Regions from separate parts of the Hordeum vulgare genome. Here region 2 is linked to region 1. A link is a contact called in public Hi-C data. All regions are on one chromosome and are shown on one strand. Each heading gives the region's core, a stretch centred on a gene start, on an enhancer-like site or on the middle of the called end of the contact. The rest is flanking DNA. Distances are from core to core; before and after follow the strand shown. Region 1 has its middle 160 kb from the start of LOC123408237. Region 2 holds the start of LOC123412801 (UDP-glycosyltransferase CGT-like).

Region 1 (5,262 bases), core at 1,598-4,097:
GGATGGCTGGAAAAAAATTCGGCCCCAGTGCAAAATTTCCGTCGGGGCAACCCCACGAGGCCGAAAAACACCTCTTGGGGGCACAAACGGCTGGAGATGCCCTAAGAGCATCTCCACTCCCCCCCCCCCACACACAACAGCCCCCTAGAGTGTCTTTTTAGCGTCGGTGGCGAAAAATCGGCACAGTCGCGCCCCAACTCCTCGTCCAGCGTCGGATTTGGCTAAAACTAGCCCCGGCAACCCCATGCCAAACCCAGCCCCTTGGGGGTACTTGGAGGCGTCCAACGCTATTTTTACATGCACAAACCCCACCGGCCAACCTCTCTCCTCCCTTTTTCTACTAGGGCCAACATGTGCATGCAATAAAGGAATCTCTCATCTCTCTCTTTCTCTCCGCATGTGTCCGGCTGGGGTGGGGGACGGCTGGAATTTTTTTCGCCCCCACTGCAAAAATTGCGCCGGGGCAACCCTAGGAGGCCAAAAAAGCCTCCTCGGGGACACAACGTGTGGAGATGCTTTAAAAACAACATTGAGTTCCCTCCCGTTGGAGAGGGTCTAAGATCCTGAGCACCTCCTTGGCCCAAAGGCTAGCAGGGGCGGGATGGACCGCTGGCGATGCCGGCGAGAGGATGAAGAAGATTTTTTTGGGAAGGAGAAAAAGACGACCACGTACAAGAGTGCTCCCTTGGCACACCAGCATGTTTTCCAGCACGGAGAACATATTGGGCTGAGTAACTGTGTCGCATCATCATGCCGTATTTATTTTTGTTGTTTTTTGTTTTGTTTTTATTCACATTTTTTTTTCTTTTTCTTCTTTTTTACTTTTGTTAGATTTCCAAATATTCTAAATATAAACCATAAGCACCACTTTAAATAAATTTATGAATGTTAGCCATGCATTTGAAATATGTTAAATGCATAAACATATGTCTCATGTGTATGAAAAATGTACAATGTCAATCAAAAAATATACATGAAATTAAAAAATATACATTGTAGAAAAAATGAATCATACATTAGAAAATGCATATTACATTGAAAAGATGTTCAGAAGTTTGGAAATTTTGTTCCTGACATTTTCAAATAAAATGTTTGTACAATGTGACAAATGTTGCATATTTTTGAAAAAATGGTTTCATCACTAGAAAAATGTCCCAGTGTATATTTAATTTTTTAACATGTATTCGACATTCAGAACATGTTTTAGAAAAAATGTATTTATAAAATGTGAAATAAATAATTAAAACTGTTTTATTTGTATAGAAAAAGTTTACAATATTTATGAAAAAAGTAGATATCAAAAATATATTTCAAAGAATGATAATCATTGATTTGAAAACTTTTAAACATGTGTAAAACAATTTCCAACATATATGATAAAAATGTACAATGCATATGAGAAATGTAGACATGTGTTGGAATAAAACCGAGAGAAAATCAGTGAAAACTGAAGAAATAAACAGAAAACCAAGAAAGTGAGATCGAAAACTAAGACAAAAAAAGAACAAAACCGAAGAAAAGACCACAATATCTGATGATAAAAAGAACAGCGGAAACAGAGAACTATAAAAAACAGAAGAAATCCATAGAAAACCTGTGGAAAACTAGACTTCTAACAGTGGAAAAAAAGGGAAAATAAATAGAAAAAGAAGTCGAGCTGATTGGGCCCGGCCCTCTGTTTCCCACTAGGCGATTCGTATTTGCAATTGGGTAGCTCCTAGTCAGCGGTCCAGTTGTCCGGTAACGATCCAGGAAACACTCTATTTGACGCTCTTTGGGTCAAATAGGCGGACAAACGCACAGAAGCTGTCAGCCAGCGACAGGTTTGGGCCAGCCCATTAGCAATACCAGTTTTCGGAACCTAGGATTTTAGCAAATTTTCTTCGGTTTTGGGAACTATCTACAAGATTCCCTGAACTGGTTTTCATTTTTAACTTTTTTTTATTCTTTTTTTTCTGTTTCTGTTTAAAAATGTTTCGGAATTTAAAGAAATATTTAAAATTGAAAAAAATAGTTCTGAAATTTGAAAAAATGTTCCGTATTTTGAAAAATATTCCGCAATCTGAAAAATGTTCCTAAATTGAAATTTTGATTCAGATTCTCAAAAATTGTTCGGTAATTTGAAAAAATGTGCCGAAATTTATAAAATGTTCCAGAATTTGAAAAACGTTCCGGATATTCATAAAATGTTCCGGAAATTGAAACAATATTCTGAAATTTGAAAAAATGTTCCGAATTTGGAAAGGTGTTGCGGAATTCGAAAAGGTGTTGCGGAATTTGAAAAAATGTTCTGGAATTTTCAAATTCAGCAACATTTTTCAAATTGCAGAACATTTTTTTCAAATTAAGGAACACCTTTTCAAATTCCGGAACATTTTCCCAAATTCGGAACATTTTTCCAAATTTCGGAACATTTTTTGACATTCCGTAACATTTTATGAATATCGGGAAAAAATTCAAATTTCGGAACATTTTTTGCAAATATGCAAAAAAAATTCAAATTTAGAATCAGTTTTCACATTGCGGAATATGTTTTCAAATTACCGAACATTTTTTCAAATTTCAGATCATTTTTTCAAATTCTGAAACATTTTTGTCAATTCTAGAACATTTTGAAAATTCTGAAACATTTTTTGAAAATCCAAATCATTTTTAAACAGAAACAGGAAAAAAAGACTAAGAAAAAAAAAGCTAAAAATGATAAATAGTTCAGGGAATCTTCTAGATAGTTCCCAAAAATGGCAAAAAAACTGGTTCCGAAAACAGGGATTGCTATGGCCCGGCCCAAACCTGTCGCTGGCAGGCAGCTTGTGTGCGTTCCCCGCGTATTTGCCGCATAGTGCGTCAAATAGAGTTTTCTTGGAGATCCCAGGATCCAGCGCCTACAATTTCACTGCAACGGTCTGGCCCACTAAGACGCACGCAATCAGTCCAGTTTTTTTATTCTATTATTTTGTTTTACGTTAATCCAGAAAGAAAAATCGTCCAAATTTTGTATTTATTATGAAACTGAAAATATTAAACTAAAAATATTTTACAGACTTGAAGAAAAAGTTTCATCCATTTTAAAAAGTATTCATATATTTTAAAAAGTTTCATCAATTTTTTTAAAATTTAATTGAAATTGAAACAAAACTTCAGAAATATGGAAAAATCACAATAAATTTGTAAAAAAACTTACTAAATTTGAAAAACAAATCACAGATATTGAAAAAAAGTTCATGTATTCTTTCAAGAAGTTCATTGAACTGAAAAAAAAGTTTAAAACCTTAAAATTTTCATTAATTCTGAAACAAAGTCGTCTATTTTAAATAGATGTTCATCCATTTCAGAAAATTTCATAAAACTTTAATATTTTGTAAAAGGTTGATCGATTTCCCGAGAAAACTTCATCAAGTTCTTAAAAAATTCATTGAAATTTAAACAAATTCATCGATATTCAATAATTCATAGAGTTTTTCAGAAAAAGTCATCATCCGACGACTAGATGGGCCGGCACATTTAAGAATGCTGCAGGCGCCAGTTAACAAAATGCACGTTCATTGGCGCATGCAGCGCTAAATAGAAAATGCCTTGCAATTGGTACGGGCGAGACATATCCCTAGCGGTCACAAGACAGCGCAACAGGCTTTTAGGAGCAGCTCTCGAGATGAATTTGAATATGGTCATGAATTTACTAAAATCGTTAATTAAGACATACTCTTTGCAAAGGTCGCTATTATTTCCTTAGGTTGTCAAAATTAGTATATTACATGTGCGTCAGTTGTCATAACCTAGAAGTTATCTATTTTTCATAGATTTGTTTATCAAAACATTTTATCTCTTAAACCGTGCGTCTAAATCTTGAACCGTTTTCACCTTAAATTCCTCGTGTTGACGTCTTCAAAACTAGATCTCAGGATGATAATTTTCTATGAATTGTTTTCCATGAAACACATTTTTTTAATTTTTTTCCTTTCCGAAAAGGCACAACTATTCCTGTCGTGAAAAAATAACGCCTTTTTGTTCTTTTCGAAGAGGTACAGGCATGTGCCTTACGGAAGTAAATCCGTGCAGGATGAAAAGTAAATTTATGACTCCCACGAGAAAAAAATAATTATCCATTCTCCGAGAGGCACAATTTTGCCCCTCGCGAAAACAAATCCATGCCTTCATGAAAAGAAAGTCTATGCCGCTCGCGGTAGGAAATAATATGTTTTTATTTTCAATTTTCCTAGAGGGACATGTGTGCCTCTCACGAGAGCAATTTTATGCTTCCGCGAGAAGTAAATTTATGCATTTCGCGATAGCAAAATAATGTGTTTTTTAGTATTTCAGAGAGGCACACCTGTATTTTTTTTCCTAGAGGTACAATTGACGAGAACAAATTTATGCATTCACAAGAAGTAAATGTATATCTCTGAGAGGAAATAAAATACGGTTTTTGACAAAATTTATTTTCTGTCCAAAACCTAAGAAAACCAGGATAAACCGAAAGAAGGGGGAAATCCATCTAAGTATTGTAGAAGCGTACAAAAGATTTCAAAATAAAATTTAAAAAAGGCATCAGCACGCGTCGAATGGCGACGGCGGCTCAGAGTGCGCCCAGTGATGCGCTCACAGCCACCAAGGAGTACTAATTGTTTAGTTGTTTAACGCCCGCCACAGGAGCCACCATAAATGCACAGGTCCAGCGGAGGAGCAAATCTCGCTGTATAGGCAGGTCCAGCGGAGGAGTCCTGCTCTCGCGCCCACAATTTTATTATTTTTATTTGATACTTTTATTTTGATTACTAAAATTTAAAACAATTCTTAAATTTGAAAAAACTTTCATTGAACGTTCTAAAACTGTTTATGTAATGGGAAAAAATATTTTAACTTGAAAAAAATAGATTACGTTAAAAACAATTGACATTTAATATATGTTCATGTATTTCAACAAATGTTTCTTAAGAAAATGTTTTCACAACAAACCAAGAAAATCCACGTAAATCAAAATAATATTTTTCCCCTTCAAATTATGTGTGTAGCGTTTTAAAAAATGCCTCTGGAATTGTTTTAAAATAACATACAGTGCAAAAAAGTGTTATATATTTTTTTAATGTAAAGTCATTGGAAAAATGTGACTAAATTTTAAAAATGTCCATGTGTTTAAAAAGCAGGTTTCTGGAATTTATTGGAGAAAAATTTCATGTAATTCAAAACATTGTGACGTGCGATTCAAAGTAATGTTCAACGTCTATTTCATTTTAAGCATGTGTTAAAAAATGTTCAAAAAATGTA
Region 2 (5,267 bases), core at 665-3,164, 430 kb before region 1:
GGATACTTTAGGGCTAGTTGAACCCAAACTAGCTCAAACTAACTCTAGCCCATGAATCCAAACAGGGCCATGCAATTTTCAACATAATGACCAGACCAACTTAAATTAAAGCATACTGTGTATTTGTAGCTGGGGTCAAGGGCCTGCACTGCAGGAGCAGGAGGGTCAGCAGGAACAGGGGCATGCAAGATCTGTTCCTTTTTGGCTCCAAATGCCTTTGCTTGATTTCCAGCAGGGGTTGGTCTCCTGAGGATATTTTTAGCAAATTATTATGAAAACGCTGGTTCCGAGCGTCCACGCAATTATTATTTTGCTGATGCGGATTATTTTTCTTAAAAATTACAGTACTTGTGAGGTAGTAGAACAATATTGATATTTATTCTCTGTTACGAATCTAGTGTAGGCACGTGGTATTACTTGCTGACGCTTAGATCCCGGCACTGTTGCACGAATTGCGCCACGCTGCTGTAGCTCGTGCCGCCATCGGCGACTGCCTTCGCCGCCGCATCCTGGACGCATACCGCCTTCTTCCTCACCGTCTCGTCCGCCATTACCGCCTTCACCTTCTCCGCGATATTATCCCCGCTCACCACCCCTTCCTCCCCCTCCCAGCTCCACCGCTCCTCCCAGACACCGAGCCCGCTGCGCGCCACCACGCCGGCGTTCACCCGCTGGTCCCCGAACCTCGGCCACGCCAGAATTGGCAATCCGTTCGCCGCCGCCTCCGTCACCGAGTTCCAGCCGCAGTGGCTGATGAAAAGACCGATAGATTCCTGCTTCAGGACCTCTTCTTGCTCCACCCAACCCTTGGTCACCATGCCTCGCCCCTGCACACGCTCCAAGAACCCTTCGCCGAGCAGCTCGCTGAGCTCGGCCTCGTCGTCTCTGTCGACGATGGTGCTTTTCACCACCCACAGGAACCGGTGGCCGCTGGCCTCGAGCCCGACGGCGAGCTCCCTGAGCTGGTCCTTGGATATTGCCTTGCGGCTGCCGAAGCTGACGTACACCACCGACCTCGCCGGCTGCGCCTCGAGCCACCGGATGTAATCAGGTTGGTTTTCCGCCGGTTCACCTGCAGAAAAACTCACCGGAGCGAGTGGCCCAACCGAGAAAACTGGTGGGAACCCGATAGCGACGGAGCCATCCCGGAGTGCAGATATGGCTTCTGGCTCGAACGCGTCGAAGGAATTGACCAGGAGGCCGTCGGCTTTCGCGAGCTCGCGGCCGTTGGCGACGAACTGCCGGGTGAAGAGGTGCTCGGGGTGGTGCAGCGCCTGCGGGATGGAAGCCTTGGGGATGCGGTACACGCCGGGGACGTCGACGTCGCCGACGGGGCCGCCGGCATTCGCGTCGAGGTAGGCGGGGAAATGGACGCACAGGGAGAGCATCGCGGCGGAGGCGGTGAACAGTACGTAGCAGGGGAGGCGGAGTTCCTTGGCGACGGGTATGACCACGGAGGCCAGCGCGATGTCCGTCACGAGCGCCGACGCGCTGGCGCCGGCGAGGAGCGGGCCGAGGAGTGGCGCGGAGCGGCGCATGGCCTCGAAGCGGAGGAAGAAGGGGTCGGCGCCGGGGAACTCGGAGGCGTCGAACTGCGCGAGGTGGAAGTCGAGGCGGCGCACGGCCGGGCACGCGCCGAACAGGGCCTCGAGGTGGGCGGACTCGGCGGACGACACGGTGGGGAGCACGGTCGCGACCGAGACGCCGCAGCCGTGGCCGGAGGAGGTGAGAGACACCGCTAGGCGGCTGAACGGGACGAGGTGGCCCATCCCGGCGCTCGGGAGGAGCACGACGTGGGGCAGGGCGCCCGAGGCGTCGCCGGAGGTCGGCATTGCCGCCGAGACCGTGGTTTTCTTCTTTCTCTTGCTGCGAGGAGGATGCTCTCCTCTTTTTGGCTGGCTGGTGCAGGGTGTAGGTTCTGCTCAGTACAGGTGTCTTAATACCAGGGGAGGAGACGGTCTCGTTGTTTTTGGGAGAGACGTAGCAGTGCTCTGTACCACACGACTCAACAACCAGATCACAAACGATTAGCCAGTCAGCGGCGCAGTAGGTGTAACGCCCGGACAGATATGCCTGCACATCGGGTGTGAAGTGTGAACTTTATTGCGAAAACGAAAAAGATATCCACAAGAACACAACAAATCACCAAGACGTGTTTGTTGAGAGAATACCTGGTCCACCGGCGCTTGTGGTGCACCCGATGCACCAAGCTCATGTTGCAAATTTGAAGTCGTTTGAAAAATTCAGGAAATAAATAGGATGCTCACACGACATGTGTGTTAAAGAATTTGAACTCAAACTTTGAAATGTATGTCAGATAATAAATTAATGACACATGATGAGTACAGTACATATCAAGGTAAAAACCATGTTATGCATTATTTCAAAAAAAAAAAACCATGTTACGCAACTCGTTTGATCTTCTCGAGTGCATCAATGACCAGTTTGGTGTGTGATGTTTGGACACTTGTATGTGCATTGGGGGTGATTAGATGCATCTTACAATTCTGGTTTGTGTAAAGTTATGTTTTGCTCATCTTTTTCAAATGTGGCAAGCTTATCATCATCATACACATTACTTGACTGGCTGTGCGTTGCTACAAATCAACAAATGCATTTGTAAGCAATACTCATTTTCCTTCCCACGAACGGAAACATTGCATGTAATGTTCAACCACGACACAAATAGAATCAGCTTGTTCTCTCTATTCCAACAAATACTGCACCCCTTTAGCGTCTTCATCACCTTGTTGTCCATACACCATACATCCTCTCAATCTATTAGGCTCCACTCTGCATGTGGCTTCTATGTCGTTGTTTTGATGCCTCACTCTACTATGTCATCATGCAAAGTGGAACACAATCAATAAATTTTCAGATATAAGGCACCTCTCATTAGTATAAATAATAAGAAAAATGGTCATATGCCATGAAACGTTCTTTCCACCACATGTTTATTCACAAATTGATTAGAATAATGCTTTGTTTTGTCTCCATCCTTCGCATGAGCTCTCCTTCGTCCATCTTCACCTAAGATGTGACTCCATCATTTTATCTCACTAAGATATTATTTCTGATGAACCTCGAATATACATAGAACAATCACATGACGAGGTTGCATCGTTATCATCCCATCACCTCTTCCATGAGCGGTTCCACTTCAGCTCTTTGGTCATTGCGTCATCGTTCTGCTACATCGTCACCCTGCTTCAAATCCACTTTGATTCTAGATAAAACAACTAAATGGACACAAAGAAAGAATGACACATAGAAAACAGCAGGTCGATAATTATTTAGTAACTAACCAAATGGCTTCAAAATATGTTGAGGCATAGTTAAAGCCACTATTTCTTTTACCCATTGTCAAAGCTATTTGATGACCTGCAATGAAAATTTCAAGAGCACCCTCAATTTCCTCAACCAACCGATGCTTACTCGATAGCTCTAGAACTTGTGGAATATAAGGACTATAAAGATCTACCCATGAAAGGTGAGTAATTAGCTATGTTTCTTACTGTTTCAAAGTAATAAACCAACATAACCTTTTGTGTGCTTCCAAGGAAGAGACACACACCATGATATAAGCATTCAATCGCAAGTAACTAAACAAAAGAATATACAAATGGTTTCAGTTTGACCTAAAAGTGTGCATCTTCATCTAATGTCCAGTTGACCTAAAAGTTTCATATTGTTGCTACATTATGTTGATACTTTGCTCAATATCTTTTTAGAATTTCAAGTGAGATCCCAGTAGAAAGTAAGACAACCTTTTCATCAAGGTGTAGATCCAAGAGCTTGTAGCCATGGTAAAATTCATTCCCGTTGATTTATCATATATTTTTCGAAGCGACATGATACTTCTTGTCCCATCCCTCGAGTATATATTTCTTAGAAGAGAAGACCATGATCTTCTCAGGCTCTACAAATGAGGAGATGAATTTACTTGTAGTCGAACTACAGCTTGTTGAGATCTATCCTTGAATTATGCATCATCATCGAATAATTTTTTGGATGCTCTATATAAAACCTAGAAGAAATAAGCAAATTGAAACATTATCCTTTGTATACTAAATCAAAAACTTTCAAACGTGCAAAAAAACACTTCTTTTGACCTTGGCAAGATAATAACATAGATAGTGACGATGTCGTGTATTAGGGGGTACTCACGAAATGGCGCATACTCTACTCATGGGCGAGAGCAAGGACCCACAAATGATTGAAGAAAGTGTTGTAATCATGGAACCCGGCATGCCCAAGACGGGTCCCTCCAAAGACTTGGCGCATACTCTAAGACATATTTGAATGATCGGCATGTTTATCCCTAGGGCCATTTGCATTTTCGTCCCTAACTCGAACCACCTACTTAGATTTGCCCCTAATTTTCACCTATGCTCAAATTTGCCTCTCTGCTGGCAAGTCCCCTTATAGAAAGGCACTTCTGTGCCGTTACCGTCCGGTTAACGAGCTCTGACCGTCTCGGTGAACAGTAAATTTTAATAATATAGCAAAATAATTAAAAAAAAATCTGAAATTTTGAGGGATCAAAGGCACTCGGTGCGCTAGATGTGTGCAAATTTTTGTGCTATTTAGACATCCCAGTAGCTCGTACTGAAGAATTGTTTTCAAAATTGACGTCTATGAACAATAAATTTGAAAAATAGCAAACAAATTCGAAAAAATCTGAAATTTTTTAGTGTCCAAGATGCTTGGGTGCGCAAGGTGCGTGCAAATTCTTGTGATAAAATGGCATGCAAGGAGCTCTAGCAAAATATCCAAAATAGTGCATTTTATAAAAGTTTTTGTCGAGCCAAATTTTATTTTATTTTCTCCACGAGCTCCTACAATGTGTAAACACAACAGAATTTTGGAGACAGCTTCTGCACCCAAGCATCTTGGACTCCAAAAAAATCAGATTTTTTTCAATTTTCTTGCTATTTTTCGAATTTACTATCCATAGGCGTACAATTTTACTTTTTCCCTTTGTTACGAGCTCGTGGAATGACCAAATAGCATGCAAATTTGCACGCACCTTCCACACATGAGTATATTCAATCGCATAAATTTTCAGATTTTTTTGAATTTGTTTCCTATTTTTTTTTCAAATTTACTGTTCACCGGGTTATTGTTCACCACACGGTCAAAGCCCAAAAACCCTTATCCCTGGGTGTTGTCGACATACTTGTAATCCTAGATATCCCCTGTGCATATATAAGACGAGGGTGTGGAATCACTCGAAGGGATGTATCGAGTGGGGAGGGGTGAATAGA

Evidence for each region. A called contact is a pair of places that touch in the nucleus more often than the background predicts.
Region 2: a contact with region 1 is called in a Hi-C map of seedling, with 4 times the contacts expected there. The contact joins the promoter of LOC123412801 here to the enhancer-like site in region 1. A contact is called at or near these places in 2 of 6 Hi-C or Micro-C datasets (leaf and seedling).

The regions. Positions count from the first base shown.
Region 1 is chr7H:128,296,731-128,301,992 of MorexV3_pseudomolecules_assembly, reverse strand. No RefSeq gene overlaps it. Among protein-coding and RNA genes, the nearest start is that of LOC123408237, 160 kb to the right of the region's middle. Within about 2 kb of position 2,847, at least 3 of the 3 cell types and tissues checked have open chromatin away from gene starts, as enhancers often do. A contact at or near this core is called in leaf and seedling, where this site is marked.
Region 2 is chr7H:128,727,705-128,732,971 of MorexV3_pseudomolecules_assembly, reverse strand. LOC123412801 (UDP-glycosyltransferase CGT-like) reads right to left here and starts at 1,914. Exons shown (of 1, transcript XM_045105744.1): 1 at 309-1,914. The coding sequence starts at 1,832. The coding sequence ends at 414.